Linked DNA regions of Mus musculus: regions 1, 3 and 4 are each linked to region 2. A link is a contact called in public HiChIP or PLAC-seq and promoter capture Hi-C data. All regions are on one chromosome and are shown on one strand. The core of a region is the stretch at or near the end of the contact, and the rest is flanking DNA. Distances in the headings are between cores, read along the strand shown. Region 1 has its middle 6.6 kb from the start of Gm37120. Region 2 holds the start of Slc45a3 (solute carrier family 45, member 3). Region 3 overlaps Rab7b (RAB7B, member RAS oncogene family). Region 4 holds the start of Pm20d1 (peptidase M20 domain containing 1).

Evidence for each region. Promoter capture Hi-C pulls out the DNA fragments that hold promoters and counts their contacts. HiChIP or PLAC-seq counts read pairs in DNA pulled down with a chosen protein or histone mark. Capture Hi-C pulls out chosen DNA fragments and counts their contacts.
Region 1: a contact with region 2 is called in a promoter capture Hi-C map of the HPC-7 cell line. The contact joins the enhancer-like site here to the promoter of Slc45a3 in region 2. A contact is called at or near these places in 3 of 39 promoter capture datasets (the C10 cell line, the HPC-7 cell line and liver), 1 of 15 datasets of contacts at CTCF or cohesin (the NIH/3T3 cell line), 1 of 484 Hi-C or Micro-C datasets (bone marrow-derived macrophages), 7 of 115 datasets of contacts at active chromatin or transcription factors (the HPC-7 cell line, double positive thymocytes, embryonic basal ganglia and 4 more) and 4 of 9 other capture datasets (adipose tissue, embryonic stem cells, liver and 1 more).
Region 3: a contact with region 2 is called in a FOXA1 HiChIP or PLAC-seq map of pancreatic cancer cells. The contact joins the enhancer-like site here to the promoter of Slc45a3 in region 2. A contact is called at or near these places in 13 of 39 promoter capture datasets (the 3T3-L1 cell line, 3T3-L1-derived adipocytes, cranial neural crest and 8 more), 15 of 484 Hi-C or Micro-C datasets (B cells, CD4 T cells, the G1E-ER4 cell line and 11 more), 2 of 115 datasets of contacts at active chromatin or transcription factors (embryonic forebrain and pancreatic cancer cells) and 2 of 9 other capture datasets (adipose tissue and liver).
Region 4: a promoter capture Hi-C map of liver shows a contact between it and region 2. The contact joins the promoter of Pm20d1 here to the promoter of Slc45a3 in region 2. A contact is called at or near these places in 2 of 39 promoter capture datasets (the C10 cell line and pre-B cells), 1 of 115 datasets of contacts at active chromatin or transcription factors (embryonic stem cells) and 2 of 9 other capture datasets (liver and pancreatic islet).

Annotation. Positions count from the first base shown.
Region 1 is chr1:132,094,499-132,097,452 of GRCm38.p6, forward strand. No RefSeq gene overlaps it. Among named protein-coding and RNA genes, the nearest start is that of Gm37120, 6.6 kb to the right of the region's middle. Within about 2 kb of position 1,258, at least 57 of the 459 cell types and tissues checked have an H3K27ac peak or open chromatin away from gene starts, as enhancers often do. A contact at or near this core is called in the HPC-7 cell line, double positive thymocytes and pancreatic cancer cells, where this site is marked.
Region 2 is chr1:131,961,562-131,964,732 of GRCm38.p6, forward strand. Slc45a3 (solute carrier family 45, member 3) reads left to right here and starts at 1,354. Exons shown (of 5, transcript NM_001177628.2): 1 at 1,354-1,491.
Region 3 is chr1:131,713,141-131,716,221 of GRCm38.p6, forward strand. It overlaps Rab7b (RAB7B, member RAS oncogene family), which reads left to right. Exons shown (of 6, transcript NM_145509.3): 6 at 1-2,299. Among named protein-coding and RNA genes, the nearest start is that of Gm30104, 19 kb to the right of the region's middle. Within about 2 kb of position 1,716, at least 26 of the 459 cell types and tissues checked have an H3K27ac peak or open chromatin away from gene starts, as enhancers often do. A contact at or near this core is called in pancreatic cancer cells and stem cell-derived neural progenitor cells, where this site is marked.
Region 4 is chr1:131,796,008-131,798,851 of GRCm38.p6, forward strand. Pm20d1 (peptidase M20 domain containing 1) reads left to right here and starts at 1,388. Exons shown (of 13, transcript NM_178079.3): 1 at 1,388-1,579; 2 at 2,589-2,675. The coding sequence starts at 1,411.

The sequences.
Region 1 (2,954 bases), core at 8-2,507, 130 kb after region 2:
TTACTGAGCCATCTCTCCAGCCCTCAGTTGGTGCTCTTAACCACAGAACCATCTCTCCAGCCCATTTTTATTGCACTTGCATTTTATCTGCAACCTGGCACGTGAGGGCAGGTGTGGATACATTTGTGATGTCATATCAATGCTCCCAAAGTTCCAGACTGTTAAGTATTTTGAGGATACCAATTTAGGGATGCTCAACTGGTATAGCATACTCTTGAATATAAATAAAATATGGATTTTGTTACACTAATATGCCTATAGGATCAGGGGTTTCAGCTCAGTAATAGAACACTGGCCTCTCGTGTGGGAGGTCCTGGGTTCATCACCAGCACTGCAAAACACAACAAGTAAAAATACATACTGCCTATATAGGACATATTGTTTTGATTCCATGCATGTGTTATATATGTGTGCGTATGTGTGGTATCTGTAGAGATACATACTTGTATAATCTGTGCACAGCCCACGGTCACACTCTCATGTGATCCAGGGGTCAAACCCAGGTCTTTTTTATTTTTTAAGATTTATTTATTTTATGTATGTGAGTACACTGTAGCTGTATAGATGGTTGTGAGCCTTCATGTGGTTGTTGGGAATTGAATTTTAGGACCTCTGCTCACTCTGGTCAACACCATTCACTCTGGCCCAAAAATTTATTTATTATTATAAATAGATACACTGTAGCTATAGATAATAGATACACTGTAGCTATCTTCAGACACACACAGAAGAGGGAGTCAGATCTCATTACTGGTGGTTGTGATGTCACCATGTGGCTGCTGGGATTTGAACTTGGGCCCTTTGGAAGAGCAGCCAGTGCTCTTACCTGCTGAGCCATCTCACCAACCCCAAACCCAGGTCTTTACTCTCACTATCCAGTAACTCTACCAACTGAGCTGCAACCCAAGCTTGTGTTTTGCTCCATTTTTTAAAAAATGTACATGTATTGCTTCTAACAGTCAGGTAATGGTCACGCCCCTCAGCCTGCACTGCTACACAGGGCCTCAACCACGTGCAATAGAAACCCCTGCTTGCTTCCCAGTCCTCCCTTTTATCTCCACCAGGGAGATCTTGCGATTTCTGGGCAGAGACCTTGGTGCTTGTCCTGGTTCTGCAGAAATGCACTCAGCCCTAGGGTCCGGCTCCAATGGTACCACCGTCCAACAGAGTCAGTATCTCCTTTGTGTCAGGGTAGCCACCTGTTTCCTGCTGGCCTGGATTCCTCTGCTAGTGTGAGTCATCTGTGCAAGCCAGGCCCTGGCTCACAATGTAGATAAGCATTCCCATAGCGGGCGTGACTCCAGACCCCACTGCTGCCTCTACCTTCTGGCAGACCAGCAGACAGGCGAGTGGTGGAGCTGGCCGGAAGTCCTCACACACTTCCGTGTCTCCTTTCTGTTGGTGTCTAGGGCGCAGTCTTGGTGTTCTGCCTAATGTGGTTACAGTCTGTATTCACCAATTGCTAGGGCTCTCTACCTGGTGACATTTTCTTATTGGTGGTGGTGGTGTGAATCTAAGACCTTTTTTTGTGTTGGAAGCCATCTACCCCTGGGTTATCCCAATTCTTCCTGTAAATACTGATTTTAAAAAGACAGCCTTTTTCTCTTCCCTTCCTCTCCTCCTCCTTCTCTCCAGAGTTTCTAGTAGCCTAGGCAGGCCTTGAACTCCTGATCCTCAAGTTCCACTTCCCAAATGCTAGGATTTCAGGCACTCACTATGATGCCTTGCTGCCTGGAAGGCATCTCTCTTTTCCTTCTTCTCCCTTTCCCTCTCCTCCCTTCTCTCCTTCTTCCACCCATCCCTCCTTCCCACCCTCTTTCTTCCAGAGATGGATGTCAGATCCTTTCAGGCTCCACAGTCAATGCCGCTCTTCTTCCCATGGCCAAAGCTGAGGGGAGAGGCTCTCCAAAAATGGCAGGTCCGCTGGGGAGCAGGGGTATGTGGCCTCTTGTAGTGTTAAGTGACTAAGTCATGATGCTTGACCCAGAATCTTCTGTACCTTCCCAGGAACCTTCCCAGTCCCTGCAGAGCAGCAGGAAGGAGATCTGAGTGGAGTCCCACCCAAGCGGAGCATTTCCGTGGAGGAGGGTGACTATGACTGCCTCTTAGATTTACACAGGACAGAGCAGGCAGAGAATTCCATTTCTTCCCTAGATCCTCAGATGCAAAGATCCAGGGATCCACAATCTGCATGTCTGTCTCCTTCCCATACCCCACCACTCAGCACTGGAAGCTGAGCCTAAGGAGGCAGAGGCCTGGCTTAAGAGACACTGGTGGACATACCCTCCTATCCAGCCAGTGCTGCCTCCTCCTGGCCCGTATTCACAGAGAGGTTTAGCAAGAGGAGAAAGCCCAACCTGGGAACTCTGATCCCTGGCTTTCTTTATCACCTTCACTTGCAGCCTGGGTGGTAAGGACTAACCTTGGATGTGGCAAGGACACAAACAGAGACTCCGGACTAATTTAGATTCCCCCTACACTCAAAATCTTCCGTCAATAGGCAATCGTGACTAACATTTACTGATCCCTTAATGTGTGCCAAGCCTTTTCTGTGTTGGGAAGTGAGTACGTTTATTATATTTTGCACATAGGATACTGAGGACCAGGGTGGCTCAGTTAGCTAGTTGTCCAGTAAGGATATGAACTCTATGTCCTTAACCCATGAAGCTGTCCTGCTAGGGTTATGCTGTCTACTTCGGAGTTCTGAAAACAACCTAACATCTGACCTTGTCTCTGCTCATGTCATCCTATCTGTATCCCAGGTCGTGACTCTGAGACCTGACCACTCACGAAACACCTGGCTCTCAACTCCCCATATTGAGCCTACTGGAAGCCCTCTGGTGGTATTTCTCAAAACATGAGAAGGCTCTTCTAGTTCATTCAGAGACTACTGCCTGCCCACTTTGCAGAATTCCACAATGATGCATATGGGTGGCAAACTTATCCCATTAAAG
Region 2 (3,171 bases), core at 104-2,603:
CCCAGAAGATGGGAAGGACTTGCCCCCACGGTGCACAAGGGTTAACACTGGGTTAACACTGCAATCCAGGCCGGGGCGTTGGTGGGACACGCCTTTAATCCCAGCACTGGGGAGGCAGAGGCAGGCGGATTTCTGAGTTCGAGGCCAGCCTGGTCTACGAGTGAGTTCCAGGACAGCCAGGGCTATACAGAGAAACCCTGTCTCGAAAAAACCAAAACAAAAAAACAAAAACAAACAAACAAAACACTGCAATCCAGCACCATAGTGGCCAGTTCCCATCTAAGGCCATCCAGGTCCTCCATGTCAAAAGCATTTCCTGGGATTCTGTAGTGCAGATGGTCCCAGGACCCTATGGATACCCGATCCACCCCAGGGTCTCAAGACAGCATGCTGTAGTATTTGTACATAAACTTGCACATATCTTCTTGTGGACTTCTTCTCACTGAGACATCACACACATTTGATACGATGTAAATGCTCATATATGTAAGCTCTGGCTATATGTATCTTGCTCAGAGAATAAGAACAAAGGGGAAAATGTCTGTTTATATTCATACCGAGATGATGAAAACAACCCTTAGCCCAATATATAATATTCATCAACAACACATTTCCCTCTGATATTTTTATGATTACTTAGTCTCGTGCACCAAAAATATCTGCAGAAATGTCTAGCCTGTGGTATTGAGGTCAACAAGTCGCCTAAGTGAATGTCTCTCCACCTTAGACAATTCCATGGATGAAAGAGACACAATAAAGTCCCCACCCCCACCCCGGGATCAGCCTACGATTGCAACGCTCCCACCTGCACCCGCTTCCTGCCAGTCCAGGCATTTTGGAAACTTTGACTGGGAACATTTTGGTGGCAATTTATCACCTCTCCTTCCTTATACGCAACCACAAGTAAAAGAAGAAAAAAGAAGTGGGAGTTTTGTCTTTGAGTTGCAGAAAGAGGCACTGAGTTAGCTTTCTGAGAGCAAGGAAAAGTAGCTCTCAGAATGTGGCCGATCCTTTGAAGGCGTGGTCCAGTGCGGGTGGGTCGCAGTTGTGCCTGGACAGCAGGATGTCCAGAATGGCACGCGCGGGCAATGGTCGAGGAGCAGAGGGGAGGTACCCCGTGGAGCTGGGTAGTTTTTACCTAAATGTTTTGGTGGCAAGCGGCAGAGGGGGCGGTGCACGGCCCTAGGTAATGACAGGGCAGTCTAGGAGCCACGCGGGGGCTGCCCGTCCGGTCGCGACCAGAAAGGAGACTGCTTTTCCACCTCCCGCTTTCTTCCCTTGGGGACCGGCCCCACCCCTCCATCCCCTCCCAGCACCCCCCCACCTCCGACCCGCCTTGCCCCGCCCCCCTCCTGGCAGCCCCAGCGCGCATGCTCTCTCCCCCCACTGAGTAACCTGGAGATTTAAAAGGCGCCCGCTGGCGCGCGTTGGTGAAGCAGGGGTCCGAGCTCGCACGCGCCAGCCCCAGGTGACAGCCGCACGCCGGGCCAGGTAGGGGAGGGGCTGGTCCCGGCGGGAAAGGTGCGCGCGGGTGGCCGTGCTCGGCGGTGGCTTTCAGCACCCCGCGGGATGGGGCCGCTCCGTGGCGTCCCGGCCCTGCGCGAGCGGAGGCTCGCGGGGAGGGCGCGGCCCCTGGTGACCGGGTGCCTAGGGCGGGCGCCCGCTCGCGTCCGCGCTGAGTGCGCTTCCTCCCGGAGCGCTGTGCTGTGGTGCCCGCTGTCCCGGGCCGCGCGCGGAGGGCGGGATCGGAGCCGCGGAGTCCCGGGCCAGGCCGACGGAAGGCCGGCCGCCCCTGCTGCAGCCTCCCGCCGCAGAGTTTTCTTTGGAAAGTTGCGTTTATTTCTTCCCTTGTCTGGGCTGCGCCCGAAAGGGGCAGATGAGTCACCGCGGCGCGCACGGTCCACACTTAGGGAAGCCCTGGGAGGTCCTTCAACCGGGAGCCTTGGTCGGAGACAGAAGGGGACCCAGCTCTCTTGACCCTAGAATTGGAGCAAGGCTTTGGTGGAGTTGAGGCTGGGATAATGAGTGTAAGTGTACGTGTGCGATCCTGCGCCTTCCTTCTCTGCCTCCGTTACCCACCTGCGGAGAGTAAAAGCAGCTCCGGCTGTGGCTGCTGTGTCCCGAGGCTCAGGTGGGGATGGGGAGTACTCTACAGAGCGAGAAAGCGCTCGGCGGGCGGCAGCACGCCCGGTGGAGAAACTCCAGGAGCTTTGCAGGCTCAGCTCTTCCTTAGTCTCCGCTTCCTGACAGGGAACCCTGTGACTGCTCTGTCCCTTGCCCTCCGACTCAGCCCCCTCCTTCATGACACACACTTGACTCGTCCAAGGCCACGGAGAACTCGGTGCTTCCTCTTTCCCTAGGAGTATGAATTGTAGGTAGGAAGAGTTTGGCCCGGTGGGTATCTGGTGAGAACTTGATGCTCAGCTGTGACAGACCCAATCCTAGCTGGCTAGGTTGAATTTTGAATAGCCCAGCTAGGGCTTTGCAGACGGGCACGGAGTAGATGCAGCTTAGAATGACTGGCTGGGCTTCTGGAAGCTTTTCTCAGGAGGGTGAAACTGTTAAGGTTTCTAGCCTCTGTTTCCTACGCGTGAAGCACAATCCCTTTCCCAGAGTGTGAAGCCTCGGTGTGGGCCCACGTGCCTAAGGCATGGGGAACAGGTTGACATATGGAGCTGGGAAGAGAAGGGCCCAGGAGCTAGATGCTGGACAGAAAGCTGAGGAACCACACAGAACACTGTGTCCCAGGGAGTAAGTGGGACAGGATCTGAACCCTCTGGCCTTTCTGTTGGACCCAGTTCATCCTCTCATTCCTCCCTTATCTCCCGCCTGCCCCAGCTCCAGGGCTGGCCTGGAAGCAAGACTGTACTAAAACCAAAAGTGCCCAGAAAAGTTTGACTCACTGGCTGAGTCTAAAGATAATAGTACAGCTGTGGACATGCAGGCCCCAGTTAGGGTCTTTGCCAAGAGAAGCTTTCCTTATGCACTTTTGGAGTGGAGAGTGAAATCCCCACCCCCACCCCCGACCCCCCAATCCCTCTAACTCACTGAGTAACCCTAAAGGAACAGGAGGAGGAACTGGGCAAGGTCCTTGGGTAGTACATTATGCCCTGCATGCTGCTGGTTTTGGAAAAGATGTGTACTGGTCCCAAGCTAGAACTGGGCCTAGGC
Region 3 (3,081 bases), core at 466-2,965, 250 kb before region 2:
ACTTACTAAGGACAGCAGTCACAGGAACAATGAGCCCTGCATCCTTCAGAGATGAACACTGTGCCCCCGTCACACATTGGTGTGGCTCTCCTGAAGTCAGACTGTGGAGGGATGTGTGTGGGGAGGTGTGCATTCGGCAGCACGATGAACATAAGGACCATATCTAAGGGTACGCAGCAAATAGTATGTGTTTCCATTGTTTATATCCTTTATGGGACAATAGTCCCTCTTGGTCAGTGATACCAGTCTCAGTTACCCATGGTCAACTGTGGACCAAAAATATTAAATAGCAAATCCCAGAAATAAATAACTTACAACTTTCAATGCACGTGTCATTTGAAGGAGTGTGGTGAACCGCTGCGCCATCCTACCCAGGTCAGTTGCCTTTGCTCTATTCTGTGCATCTAATCCAGCAGTTACTTTGTAGCTGTCTCAGATGTATCAACTGCCATCATTCCAAATGCCTCTATTAATAGTAACCAAAGTTACGCCACAATACCCATGTCACTATCTCATCACTGAGATACGCCATCATCTCATGTTGTCACATGAGGATAAGGTCGGGAACAGTACAGTATCTTTAGAATATGCATTTATAGCCTTTTATTACTTGTACAGACTCATGGTCATTTAATTTATTGTCAATTATTGTCCATCTCTTGCTGTACCTAATTTATTCATTATACTCTGTCATACGCTTGTGTGACTAGGAGGAAACATAGCACCTGGGGGCGGGATTAGTACTATGTAACTTTAGATATCTATGGGGGAGGGGGATGTCCAGGAGTTTCTTTGGACGAGAAGAGACTATGGTGTTTGCTTTTTAATTTTTTAAAAAAAAAAATCTATGTCAGCATAATTGGCATGTCAACGATGTTAAAGTGTAGGCAGTAAAAGCCACATCATTTCATTTCCAGGGCCCCGTAAAAAAGTGAGATTGTTCAAAAATTAAGACTTCAAGACAGCAATAACAGCATCCGACATTGGAGGTGAACCCTCCTGAGGACTCACCTCCCCGTGACGTGGTCCTGAGAAAGCAGTGAGCTTTCAGCTCAAACAACAGAGCTCTGGCCCGACCCTGCTGGACACACTGTAGCCTGAAGGGAAGGCTCTGCCACAGCCTTAAAGCACATGACATAGATTCTGTGTCCTCTTTAGAGTCATAGCACAGACTAAATATTCCAAATGGAAGCAGGGACCTGTGGGCCTGGAGACTCACAGATATCCTATTACAACTGGGAGATGTGCTGACCAATCCCCAGGGCAGAGTGAGCTGAGCTGACAACCAGACCCACAGTAAGGGTCCCTGCGAGCCACTGTAGCCCAACCATGAGTCACCCTGAGTTGGAGACTGGCCCTTAGCATCCATGCCAGCAGGCACAGGAACTTCACCCCACCACAGCGACATCTAAGTTGGGCGCGGTGGCAACATATCCCAGGCCCTCTTCATAGTCATCCCTTCAAGAAAAAGACCCCAGTCAACAGGATTCTATTGATCGGGCTCACCACAGCCTCGCTCAAGTGGAGCACCCTTGGCTGCTGGTCAACGGAGAACTCAGATCAGGACTCCCCGCAGCATGTATCCTTGGGGCTCGGGAAAAGAACAAAGCCAAATCTTATCACCAAACAAAGCAGGCTTGGACGTTAGGCCCTGCCCTCAGGGACTTGGGAAAATGCCCATTTCTGCTGCCGTTTGCTCCCACATAACAGAGCTTTTCTACTGCTGCCTGGTGGTTGGGCTGTCTATCCCTCGGCCACAGACAGCTTCTCAGGCTCTGCTTGCAGTCCCACACCGGCCTCTGGCACCCAAGAGCAGCCTTGTGTGCACTCTCTCTGTGCACATCACAGTGACCAACAGCAGCAGCTCGACTGGGACAGGAGAGCCACAGATGAGGACTTCTGTGGCTTTCACTTACCCTCGTCTCCCTCCCCCTGCTCCAGAGCAGTGCTGGGGAGCTGTTGGTTAGACACAGGTAGCTCTGGGATGAGTAGCGCCCACTACTGTTCGCTATGCTTCCTCTCCATGAAGACAGGGCCTGCTCTAGTTTTTGTTTTGAGAGAAGGGGTGCTTTTTGTTGTTTTTTATGGGGAGGGGGCTGATAGGTTTGTCTTTTGTTGTAGTTATTGATGCGCAGCCTTGAACTTGGTATTCTTCGGCCTCAGGCTCCCAGTTGCTAGGGTGGGCGTGTTTTGATTCACCGCACTCAGCTTTACAGACTGGCGGACAGTAGGGGATGGATGAGTTTTAGTGGACTACTGCCCATCTATTCTTTAAATAAATACATAAATGGATTTTACTAAGACCAAAACCTCATCACTTTTTTTTTTCACCATTTCCATTCTTTTGAGAATTTCATGTACTTATAAAATGTGCTTTGATGAAACCTGACCCCATTCCCTCCCTTTCCACACCTCCCCCATGTCCCACCCCCACATTTCCCTCACAACTTAATGTGTTCTCCCTTTAGCCTCCTTGGAGTCCATCTAGGGCTGCCTGCATATGTATAGGTGTAGATGCATCTACTGGAGCACGGGCAACCTCCCTCTTAGTAGCTGCATCCCTGGAGAAAACTAACTCCACCCCTCCACTCAGCTGACTGCCAATAGCCCTTCAGCTAGTGATGGGATTTCATGAGTCCCACCCCCACCCCAATCCTTGCTGGGATTTTAGCTGGCCTGATCTTATGTAGTCACAGCCCTGCACACAGCTATTCTTTTTTTTTTTTTAAGATTTTTTTTTCAATGTATATGAGCACACTGTCACTATCTTCAGACACACCAGAAGAGGGCGTCAGATCCCATTACAGATGGTTGTGAACCACCATGTGGTTGTTGGGAACTAAACTCAGACCTCTGGAAGAGCAGTCCGTGCTCTTAACCGCTGAGCCATCTCTCCAGCCGTTTAAGAACACAGTTGTTCTTAATCCAGGGTGTACTGGAATTCAGCAGCAAAATCATGTATATAATACCTTATGTAGTCTACCATAGAAAGTTTGCATAACAACTTCTACATAAGGAGAATTTAGGAGGATAAGTGAGAAATTAGTAAATGTGGGTTACCTTTCATGGGAAAGTCTGGGC
Region 4 (2,844 bases), core at 138-2,637, 170 kb before region 2:
ACAGTACTGTGTTTCGTTTTCTCTGTCAATTAAAGAATTAAAAGGAAGATCTATTTTCAGAGTTCTAGTAGGACCATCATATTACACCCGAAAAATCAGAGCCCCTCTTGGGGTTCTTGGTGTCGTTAATAAAAGAATTTGAGAACCATCACAAATGGAAGCTTGAGGACAAAGAATACACTCTAACAGAAACTGGGGGACAGTTTGTTGGACTTTAAAAGGAAAACCCCCAGGGCAGGCAGGCTTAACCCTCAAAGCTTTGGGGAAGGGACCTGTAGCACTGGATTAGTTCTTTTTTTTTAATTGGTTATCTTATTTATTTACATTTTCAAATTTCAAATGTTGCCCCTCCCCTTGCCTGGTCTCCCCTCCCATTGATGCCAGACAAGGTCATCCTCTGCTACATGGGACCTCTGGACCCCTCCATGGCTCTTTAGTTGGTGGTTTAGTCTCTGGGAGCTAAGGGGGGTGGGGTCCAGTTAGTTGATACTGTTGTTCTTCCTATAGGGTTGCGATCCCCTTCAGCTCTTTCAGTCCTTCCCCTAACTCTTCTACTGGGACCCCTGTGCTCAGTCCAATGGTTGACTTTGAGTATCTGCATCTGTATTATTAGTCAGGCATTAGCAGAACCTCTCAGGGGACAGCTATACCAGGTTCCTGTCAGCAAGCGCTTCTTGGCATCAGCAATAGTATCCAGTTTAGTGTCTGCAGATGGGATGGATCCCTAGGTAGGGCAGTCTCTGGATGGCCTTTCCTTCAGTCTCTGCTCCGTTTTTTGTCCCTGTATTTCCTTTAGACAGGAACAATTCTGGATTAAAATTTTTGAGATGGGTGAGTGGCCCCAACCCTCAATTGGGGGCCACGCCTATCTACTGGAGGTGTTCTCTACAGGTTCTATCTCCCTTTTGTTGGATATTTCGGCTAATGTCATATCCATTGGGTCCTGGGAACCTCTCGCTTCCCTGGTGTCTGGGACTTTCTAATGGCTACCTCCAGTTCCCCCACCACCACCACTGCTACATATTTCTATTCATTTTCCCAAGGACACAAGGTCACATCTTGGCATGCTAAGAAAAGGTTCAAAACAGGAGCAAACTCGTCGGGGCTGGTTTGTCAAAGCACTACCTATCAACAGACACACTGTTGCAGTTTATGATGAAATTAAAGCTATAACACACACACACACACACACACACACACACACACACACACCTTTGCTCTCATGTAGTAAATGCCAGAACAAGAGCAGGCTAGTCCTGACCCTTGTCTAGAGGGCAGCAACTCAAGGGCGGGTCGCTCGATTGATTGGTTGGTTGCTGTCCAGGTCAATCAATGATTGGTCAGCAGCGAGTCATGCTTTAGGCTATTAGGTCCAAACTCTAGCCCGACTGGTGGCTTTTGGGGAGAGACATGGCTGAGCTACTTGCTAGCTTGCCCGCCTGGGCAGCTGTGCTCCTTCTCTTTTTCGCTACGGTCTCCGGATCCACTGGCCCTAGAAGCAGGGAAAATCGGGGGGCGTCCCGGATCCCTTCCCAGTTCAGCGAGGAGGAGCGTGTCGCTATAAAAGAGGCGCTGAAAGGTGAACCTCCGCCCCCTTGTTCTCAGATCTGAGTCCCTCAGTCCCAGAGGGCCTACCTCCCTCTGCTGAGGGACGCGGGCGGGCCCAGCCAGCGTTCTGCAAGCTTTCGGGACACTGTGCACTGGTCTAGCACTTGCGTCGGTAATCCCTTGCCTAGCCTAGAGGCTCCAGCTTCTCTCCTCTCAGCACTGTTGGCATCCACCCTACCCCTGTCTGCCTCCAAAAAGTATTTGTAGCACTTTCAACTCTAAATCTTTTAACCTTTTCAATCTCTGCGGTGCCTTAAAACAAAACTGTTTGGCTTCGTTAAATGATCTTCCCCAGGACTCCCTCAAGGACAAAGCTCTGGATAACATTGTAGAGTCAGTAGGACTCGCTGGCTCTGAAGAGAATGAATTATTCCTGGGGTGTATGTAATATGTAAGTAGTTCTCCCCTAAAACGGACTTAACAAGGCAACTAACTCATTGGACTTTCAGGAGAAAAGAGCATTTGTGCAGGCTGGTGGGACGGACGCCTTGTCAACTTCTCTTTTCTGTTCATTAAGTAGTGGATTCATTAAAAAAAAAAACTGCCTACACAAACATATGCAAGTCAACACAGTGATCAAATGCTAACCCTTAGTGGAAGATGGATTGTGCACATAGTGAAGTGAGATGCCTGGGAATAGTTTTCCCAGAGCATTGGGCAAATAGTCCTCTGCAAGCTGGTTGGTTGCCATCATCTGTCTATTTTTCTTCTTCTCTTTCTCTTTCTTTCCTTCTTGTTCTTTCTTCTACTACTTCTTTTTCTTCTTTTTTTTTCCTCCTCCTCCTCCGCCGCCTCTTCCTCCTCCTCCGCTTTTCTTCATCTTCTTCATCTTCTTCTCCCTGTCTCCCTCCCTCCCTCCTCCAAAGTTCTGGGATTACAGCTGTGCACCACCACATTCAGCTATGGTTTCAGACTTTTATCAGAAACACTCAACCTCTATCAACCTTAATCGTCTGTCTCTGACCACTGAATCCCAACAGGTGCCATCCAGATTCCCACAGTGTCTTTCAGCCACGAGGAATCCAACACCACAGCCCTTGCTGAGTTTGGAGAATATATCCGCAAAGGTCAGCTACAAACTAAGGGCTAAGGGTGGCAGACATACACTGGAGACTTTGTCCTTGATGGGCAATAAGGAAATATATTTTGCCATTAATAGAAGACAGTCACCTGCTCTGGGGTTGCCTTTTACTTTGTACATAGGATATATAAAGGGGTGAATCCAAATATTCCACA